Linked DNA regions of Sus scrofa: region 1 is linked to region 2. Evidence: chromatin contacts called from public Hi-C data. All regions are on one chromosome and are shown on one strand. The core of a region is the stretch at or near the end of the contact, and the rest is flanking DNA. Distances in the headings are between cores, read along the strand shown. Region 1 holds the start of ASGR2 (asialoglycoprotein receptor 2). Region 2 holds the start of SLC16A11 (monocarboxylate transporter 11).

Region 1 (3,714 bases), core at 1,000-3,499, 64 kb after region 2:
TCTGGAAAACTTTTTTTCTTTTTTTTGCCCGGCCCATGGCACGTTCAAGTTCTCTGGCAAAGGGTCCAACCTGCACCACAGCAGCAACCTGGAGCCACTGCAGTGACAAAGTGGGATCTTTAACCCGCTACCCCACGAGGGAACTCCTCTGGAAATTTTCTTTAAGTTACTATAATAGACATGAAAAGTCATTTCGTTTTTGGAGGGTTTTACTTTTTCACCATTGAAGAAGCTAGGTTTTTTCTTTCCTTTTTCCGCTTACGTTCCCAACTTCCATGAGGGCAGCGCCACCTTGTGGTCACACCTGCATGATGCGCCAGTCTCCGAGAACGGAGACTCCATCACTTCCACCGGATCCCCCAACATTTTTTTTTAGCATCCTGCCTCTCTCCAAATAACTGAAGCAAAACATTAAATAGTAAAAGGATCATTCTCTTTTTTTCAAGTGTTGGTTTTTTTGTTTGGTTGGTTGGTTGTTTTTGCCTCACGCGGAGGCATGTGGAAGTTCCCAGGCCAGGGATGGAACCTGCACCACAGCTGCAGCAATGCCAGATCTGCACAAGGGAAGTCCCAGGGGTCATTCTGCTAACTAAAGTTTTCCACAAATCAACTCCTAGGTGCAATTTGGCGACTTTTTCCTTGTCGCAAGACATGTTTCCTTGAAAACTCCATCTTGCCCTTCTTTACTTTATCCCATCTTCTTGTCTTATTTTATCCCATCTTCCTTCTTGGAAAAACAGTCACAGTGCTGGTAAATGACTTAAGCTTAAGAACAAAGACCTAAAGGCATAAGTGACTTAAGCTTAAGAACTGTTATGTGCCTAGAGGTCAGAGTAAGAGCTTAACCCTTTACCACCTAAGTGGCTTTCTAAATAGTAAAAGAACTTATATAATAGTAAACAAACCCTGTATCATCCACCCATAGCCACTCCTCACTTGATCTCACAATAAAAGCAGTGTGGTTTCTTGAGGCAGGGCGCTCTTGGTCCCTGAGACCTTGAGTCCCCCGGTTCCCACCTTTACTTAAGATAAATGTCTCTGTGTCTTGTTTTATGTTAACCTTTTTTCCTTAAGTTCCACAGCACTCGTTCTTCAGCCCCATCCTGCTGAGCTGGCCCCGGCATTTCCTCTGATCATTTTTCCTTTATTTACTTTTATTAACTTATCCCAGCTTAACATGGTAAACAACTATACTTCAATTTAAAAAAAAAAAATTCCAGGTCGAATCCTGTACACTTTCTGGTTATTCTGACTTCCATCTGAGAGTCACTAAAGGCTTGCAAAGCCCCTGAAGGTGTCAAGATGGCATCAAACAGTGGTAGTTTCTCTCCGTGTAATGACCAGACCTATTGAACTCCAAGTTCAAAAGCCAGGACGCCTGTGTTTATAAGCCCCAGGTTTCTAAGGGCTGGGAGGCGGAGGAGGAGGGGGGAAAGAGATGGGCCTCTCGAGTTTTACCTTCCACGAAAGCGTTTAACACACCGCGCAGCTTCTATCAGATCTCTGCTTCATTCCTCTTAGTCAAATTAGGAAATGGGGACGGGGAGCGGAATCTACACAGTCCACTGTCATCTTATCCGCTTCTTGCCGAAAGCAGGAGAGAGCAGCGTGCTCTCGGGTCGGGCTGGAGGAGGACGGCCCCTCCCACCAGGCAGGACCACCCACCTCCTCCGCAGCCCAGGGGCCCCCGCCCTGCATCACCCACGGATGTCTCGGATGCGGCCCGGCTGCGTGACAACCTGCCCCAAGGAATCCTCAAACTGTTCCCTTCAAGGTTAAATGCAAGCATATCTTCAGCGGTCATGCTCTTTGAACGCCCCCCCCCCCCGCCCCCGACACACACACCCTTTTAGCAAGTTAGTGACACGGAAGGCCCCTCCGATTTGGCGGTATGCAAATCCACCTGCAAGCGCCCGAGCCCAGGATGAAAAGGACCGCGCCCTGGGAGGCGCTGGGACCCTCCCAGGCAGGAGATGCCCTGCTTGCCCGCTCCGCCCACCCTGAAAGCGTGAGGAAGGGCCTGGGCTGCACCTGCCAGGCCTTCTGGGGCCTGCGGCCCACTCCCTCCATCACCGCGTTTGGCCTTTGCTGGGGTCCCTTGGTTCCCACCCCCACCCCTGCCACTCCCGCCACTCCCACCCCCGATAAGCCCCGCCCTCCCCTCACCTGGGCCTCAGGTGGGGCCTGAGTCAATCTTCCTCCTGGGCCGGTTCTGCGGGTGTTCTGTCCTCCCGGCCTTCAGCTGTTCCGTCTGCAGTTCACGTAAGGTGAGCTCTCCCTCCTGGTTCTGTCTTTGACGAATATCCCAGGTGTTGCCCAATCGCCTCACACCACACACACCTCTGATCTCACCCCCGCCCCACCCACCCTCTGGCAGCCCCTGCCCAGGCCCCTGCCTTGGCGGGCGCCCACCCCCCATCAGGGCCGCCTGGCTGCCTGCGATCCATCCAGGCAAGAGCTTTTTTGTAATTAACTATTGATGAAGAAACCTGGTTCCTGATTCAGGTACCTGTAACCTTGTTTTGTTTCCCAAGCTGACAGGTAAAACTTGCTAACAATTTCTCTGCAAGTGACTTTGCAGCAGGCCGCTCTGCTAGAAGCCTTGCAGCCTCTCCTCAGAGGCTTCAATCAGCTGCCCTCCAGGGGAGGGGACACAAAGCCTGTCCCCGGGGCTTGGCCAAGACTGCTCCTCTCACAGGCCTTGGTGCAGGGCTGGCTGCTGAGAGGACCCGGGCCCTTTTCACAGGGGCCAGGGAATGTCTTTGGAATAGACGGATTTCACTGTACCTCGATCCATTAAAGAAGAAAGATCGAGAACCCCACCTCTTTCCTTTGGGGGATCTGACGTGACAAGGATCTCCTAAGGAGAGCCATGGCTCTGACTAAGGTCTGCTGAAAAGAAAGGGAACCTGAGGGCCCAAGAGGAAGCCATTGGGAGCAAAGAAAGAGCCAGAACAAGGGCCCCTGTGCCTTAGCTCGGCGGCTACAACAGCGTACCCCACACACACACTGGGTGCCTTAGACAAGAGACACTGCTTTCACGCAGCAGACAGAGGGGGCGCGATTGCTTCCTCTTCTCATAAAGAGCTCCACCCTCGTGACCTGATCACTCCCCAAAGGCACCGCCTCCAAATACCATCACCCTGGGGCTTGGGGCTTCGACATCCAAATTTGGGCAGATGCACCTGGCGTCAGTGCTAAAGCCTAGAACAGTTTCCCAGAGGAGGGCAAGCTGGGCACAGATGGAAGATGCCTCCTGACGGATAGATGCTAGAAGCTGTGCTTTGGGGACCAGCGCTGAGCAGGTGCTATGAACTAAAGCGCTGTGCTGGGGGTTCCCACCATGCTGCGGTGCCTTAAGAAGCTGGGTTTGATCCCCGGCCGGACACAGTGGTTTAAAGGATTTGGCGTGGCCGCAGCTGTGGTGGAGGTCTCAGCTGTGACTCGGATTCAGTCCCTGGCCCAGGAACTTCCCACATGCTGCGGTGCAGGCATAAAAAACTGGAGTTCCCGTCGTGGCGCAGTGGTTAACGAATCCGACTAGGAACCATGAAGTTGTGGGTTCGGTCCCTGCCCTTGCTCAGTGGGTTAACGATCCAGCGTTGCCATGAGCTGTGGTGTAGGTTGCAGTCGCGGCTCGGATCCCACGTTGCTGTGGCTCTGGCGTAGGCCAGTAGCTACAGCTCCGATTAGACCCCTAGCCTGGGAACCTCC
Region 2 (3,292 bases), core at 706-3,205:
CAGCATCATCACCAGCCCGGTGGCCTGGACGACACCTCCGATGCCCACCAGCCCCGGGAGCACACCGAACACCAGCGGGGCGTAGCTTCCGGCGCTCAGCCCGTAGGCCCCAGCCACGGCCAACAGGGGGCCTCCCCAGCCCTCCTCGCTCCCCACCACGGGCACCAGTCCCACCGCCAGCAGCCCCAGCCCGGTCAGAGCCCCGAACATCGCCAGCAGACGCGGGAGGGGCACCCAACCCTGGTCCGCCAGCCACCCGCTGAGCAGCCGGGCGCCCGCGTCCCCCACCGCGGCCACCGCCACCACCAGTGCTGCCCCGTATCCGCCCAGACCCCGATCTAAAGCGTGAGGGGCCAAGTGCACGTAGGGGATGAAGTACCCGCCCGCCACCAAGGCCGTGCCTAGAGCAAAAACCAAGAAGACCCGGCGTGTGAAGAGATCTAGGCCGAGGGCTGCCAGAGGGCTTCGGGGTGGGGTCGGGGGGTCGCCTGGGAGCTCCAGGGGTCGCAGCAGGGCGCCGCAGGGGGTGAGGTGGAGGGTAACGGCGCCGAGGAGGAGCAGGGCGCCCCGCCAGCCGAAATGATCCAGGAGGAGCTGCAAGGCGGGCGCCAGGAGCAGCGAGGAGGCCCCGTTGCCCGTGAGGGCCAGCCCCACGGCCAAGACTCGACGGCGGGAGAAGTAACGTGAGAGGGTCCCAAGGGCAGGGGCGAACACCAGGGCCCAGCCGGCGCCTGCGAATGGATAGGACCAGGTGAGGGCAGGAAGCGGGAGCGCCCGCCCCCGCCGTCCCGGCCCCGCTGGTTGCAGGAGGCCCCGCCCCCTTGGCCTCTGGCCCCCAACGAGCTGGGCTCTGCACCATCACCCCTTAAGAACCCGGGTGTCCCTCCCCCCTCACCAGCAAGGACGCCCAGGCCAAGATAGAGGTGCAGCAGACTGCGGGCGAAAGCCGAGAAAACGAAGCCGAGCGAGGTGAGGACGCCTCCAACCATCACAACCGGGCGCGCCCCCCAGCGGGTGCTCAGGGCGCTGCCCACTGGGCCTAGAAGGGGGCGGGGTCAACGGAAGACACGCTCCCGGAGCCTCCAAAGTCGCTCCAACACTTCTCATTGGCTGTTTGCATGGCTTAAACGCCCCCCCGCTGTCTAGCAGCCCCTTCTCTTGCCCTCTAGACCCACTCTTCTTCTAGAACTTAGTTCCACCAATAGATTGTCTGGTAATCCATCAGGTGAGCCCCCCACCACTGCCCTCATGGCCCGCCCACCCCAGTTCCCGCCTCCCTCCTCGGGCCCCCCCCCCCTCACTGGCTGCCTGCTGCACCGCCAAGGCCAGGGCGCTGACCCACGCAGTGTCCTGAGCGCTTCGGTCAAAATGCTCCGCGAGGTCAGGGAGGGCGAGGCCCAGGGAGCGTAACAGCCCGTAGGAGAGCCCATTCACCACGAAGGCTGCGGCCGCCACCACCCAGCCCCAGCCCCCGTCCGGGGGTCCGGCTGGCTTGGGGGTCATCGCCGCCTGGGGGAAGGAGGGGAGATACCTGTGAGGCAAGCCTCCACGTCTGTGCTTCCTCTAGGGACCTGGGCATCCCTGAGGTCCAGCCTCTGGCTGTTTGCCCAGGGTGGGCACGTCACCCTGAGCACAACAGGACCGGGGCGGAGGAGAGGGAGCTAGGCCTAGGGATAGAACTCCCGGGTCCGCGCGAGTACAGGGTGACAGCCGGACCGCCCCCCCCCAGGCCTGAGACTCCCCCCCCCACACACACATGGGTCCCCCTTACCCGACCTCTCCCGGCGGTGCGGGGAGGGGAAGGGCGAGGAATGGCTCGGCCCGGTTTTCTCCCCGCTTTCCGGGCGGGCGGGGCCCCAGAGGGGAGAGAATGCCGAGATGGAGCCCAACTTGCACAGGCTCTCCGGGTAAACAGGGATTGCCACTGGGGGCCTGGGCCACCTGGGGCGTGGGGGGGGGGTTGGGGAGGGTACGGAGGGCGGGGGCGAGCGGAGACAGCCAATCCGCGGAGCCACGGGTGAGGCCAGACACCTAGTCCCACGGGGATTGAATTATCCTCCTACACCGCCCCCCCCCAGCCCTGGGGAAGGGTGGGGCGAGGAATGAAAGCCTCCCCAGCCCCGCCCACGCTCACGCACCTGTCGCCGGCTGCGCTCACCGGAGACCCATGGATCAATCGCCAGCCCAAGGTCGGTAGGCAACGCAAGGAAACCGGTGATCCTCCCAAAGCATGAAGGGACCAGTATTTTCGTTCCCTGGGGACGGTGCTGAAGACCCAGGTAAACCTCAGATCACAGACCTCCACCGAGTGCGTGCTGCGGCCTCAACAATATATGCACTCAAGGACGGAGGGGAAAGAAAGGGACTTCCTTGTGATGTGTTAGGGACATGCCATCTTTCATCTTTACAGTCACCCTGTGAAAAGGCTTCTCCCCATTTTACAGATGAACGAGTTGAAGCTTAGGCAGCTTAGGTCACTTGCCCCAAATCACCCAGCTTAAAAAAAAAAAATGGTGGAAATATTTGAGTTTGGGTCTGTCCAACTAGGAACCATACAAGGAGAACAGACGGGGGACTGAAGTAGAATCTGCCACCGCGGAGGGAAATGGCCTGGAGACAGTTTGATGCCAAGCTGACCTGGGAATGGTAGAGCCTTTCCAGGCCCGTGAGTTTGTGATTCTGAGATAGGGGTTACTGGGAATAGAAAGGATCCTAAGAATCAATGAGGATTTAGATTAGAATTTTAAAAACGAAGTAAGAAATCAGAGAATTGTACCCCGTGACGGATTTCTTGAAAAGATTTTTTGAAAGTACTCTTTTTACATTAGAATTGGGGTTACCAGTGATTTACTCCAGCTATTTGAATCAAGAGATGTATTTTTTGGTGTAATTATTAATATCCGAAAATTTGTGGCTTACAGTTTGGAGCATGCATCACCTGGCAGCCACATGGTGGCAGTGTTTCCTAATTGTTGAAAAAGTTCCTGCAAATAAAAGAAACACAGCTTCTGGATCAGTGAAAACTATGAGCCTAACAAGACAACATGACCTTTGCTGGCTCTCCAATGGCTAAAGGAGGGAAAAGCCCACAATCCTCTACTTTGAGTGTAAGGCCGTTCACAAAGGCAACCCAGGCTATCTTTCCATCCCCGCGCCCCCCCCCCTCACCCTTCCACAATCAGCCATTAGCTTCTCACCCTGCTCTGTGAGCAGGCATAACTTTTTCTCCTCAAGTTTTGTATATATCATGCCCCACTGCTTGAAATGACCTGGACGGGGTACTGGATTCCTG

What was found. A called contact is a pair of places that touch in the nucleus more often than the background predicts.
Region 1: a contact with region 2 is called in a Hi-C map of skeletal muscle, with 20 times the contacts expected there. The contact joins the promoter of ASGR2 here to the promoter of SLC16A11 in region 2. A contact is called at or near these places in 2 of 5 promoter capture datasets (fetal liver and liver), 29 of 47 Hi-C or Micro-C datasets (adipose tissue, alveolar macrophages, blood and 15 more) and 1 of 2 datasets of contacts at active chromatin or transcription factors (skeletal muscle).

What each region holds. Positions count from the first base shown.
Region 1 is chr12:52,504,320-52,508,033 of Sscrofa11.1, forward strand. ASGR2 (asialoglycoprotein receptor 2) reads right to left here and starts at 2,250. Exons shown (of 11, transcript XM_013981301.2): 1 at 2,167-2,250. It overlaps LOC110256107 (a long non-coding RNA gene), which reads left to right and starts at 2,187. Exons shown (of 3, transcript XR_002337354.1): 1 at 2,187-2,267.
Region 2 is chr12:52,440,521-52,443,812 of Sscrofa11.1, forward strand. SLC16A11 (monocarboxylate transporter 11) reads right to left here and starts at 1,956. Exons shown (of 6, transcript XM_005669186.3): 1 at 1,772-1,956; 2 at 1,302-1,509; 3 at 896-1,039; 4 at 1-731. The coding sequence starts at 1,503. LOC102159513 (a long non-coding RNA gene) reads left to right here and starts at 1,959. Exons shown (of 4, transcript XR_306601.3): 1 at 1,959-3,107.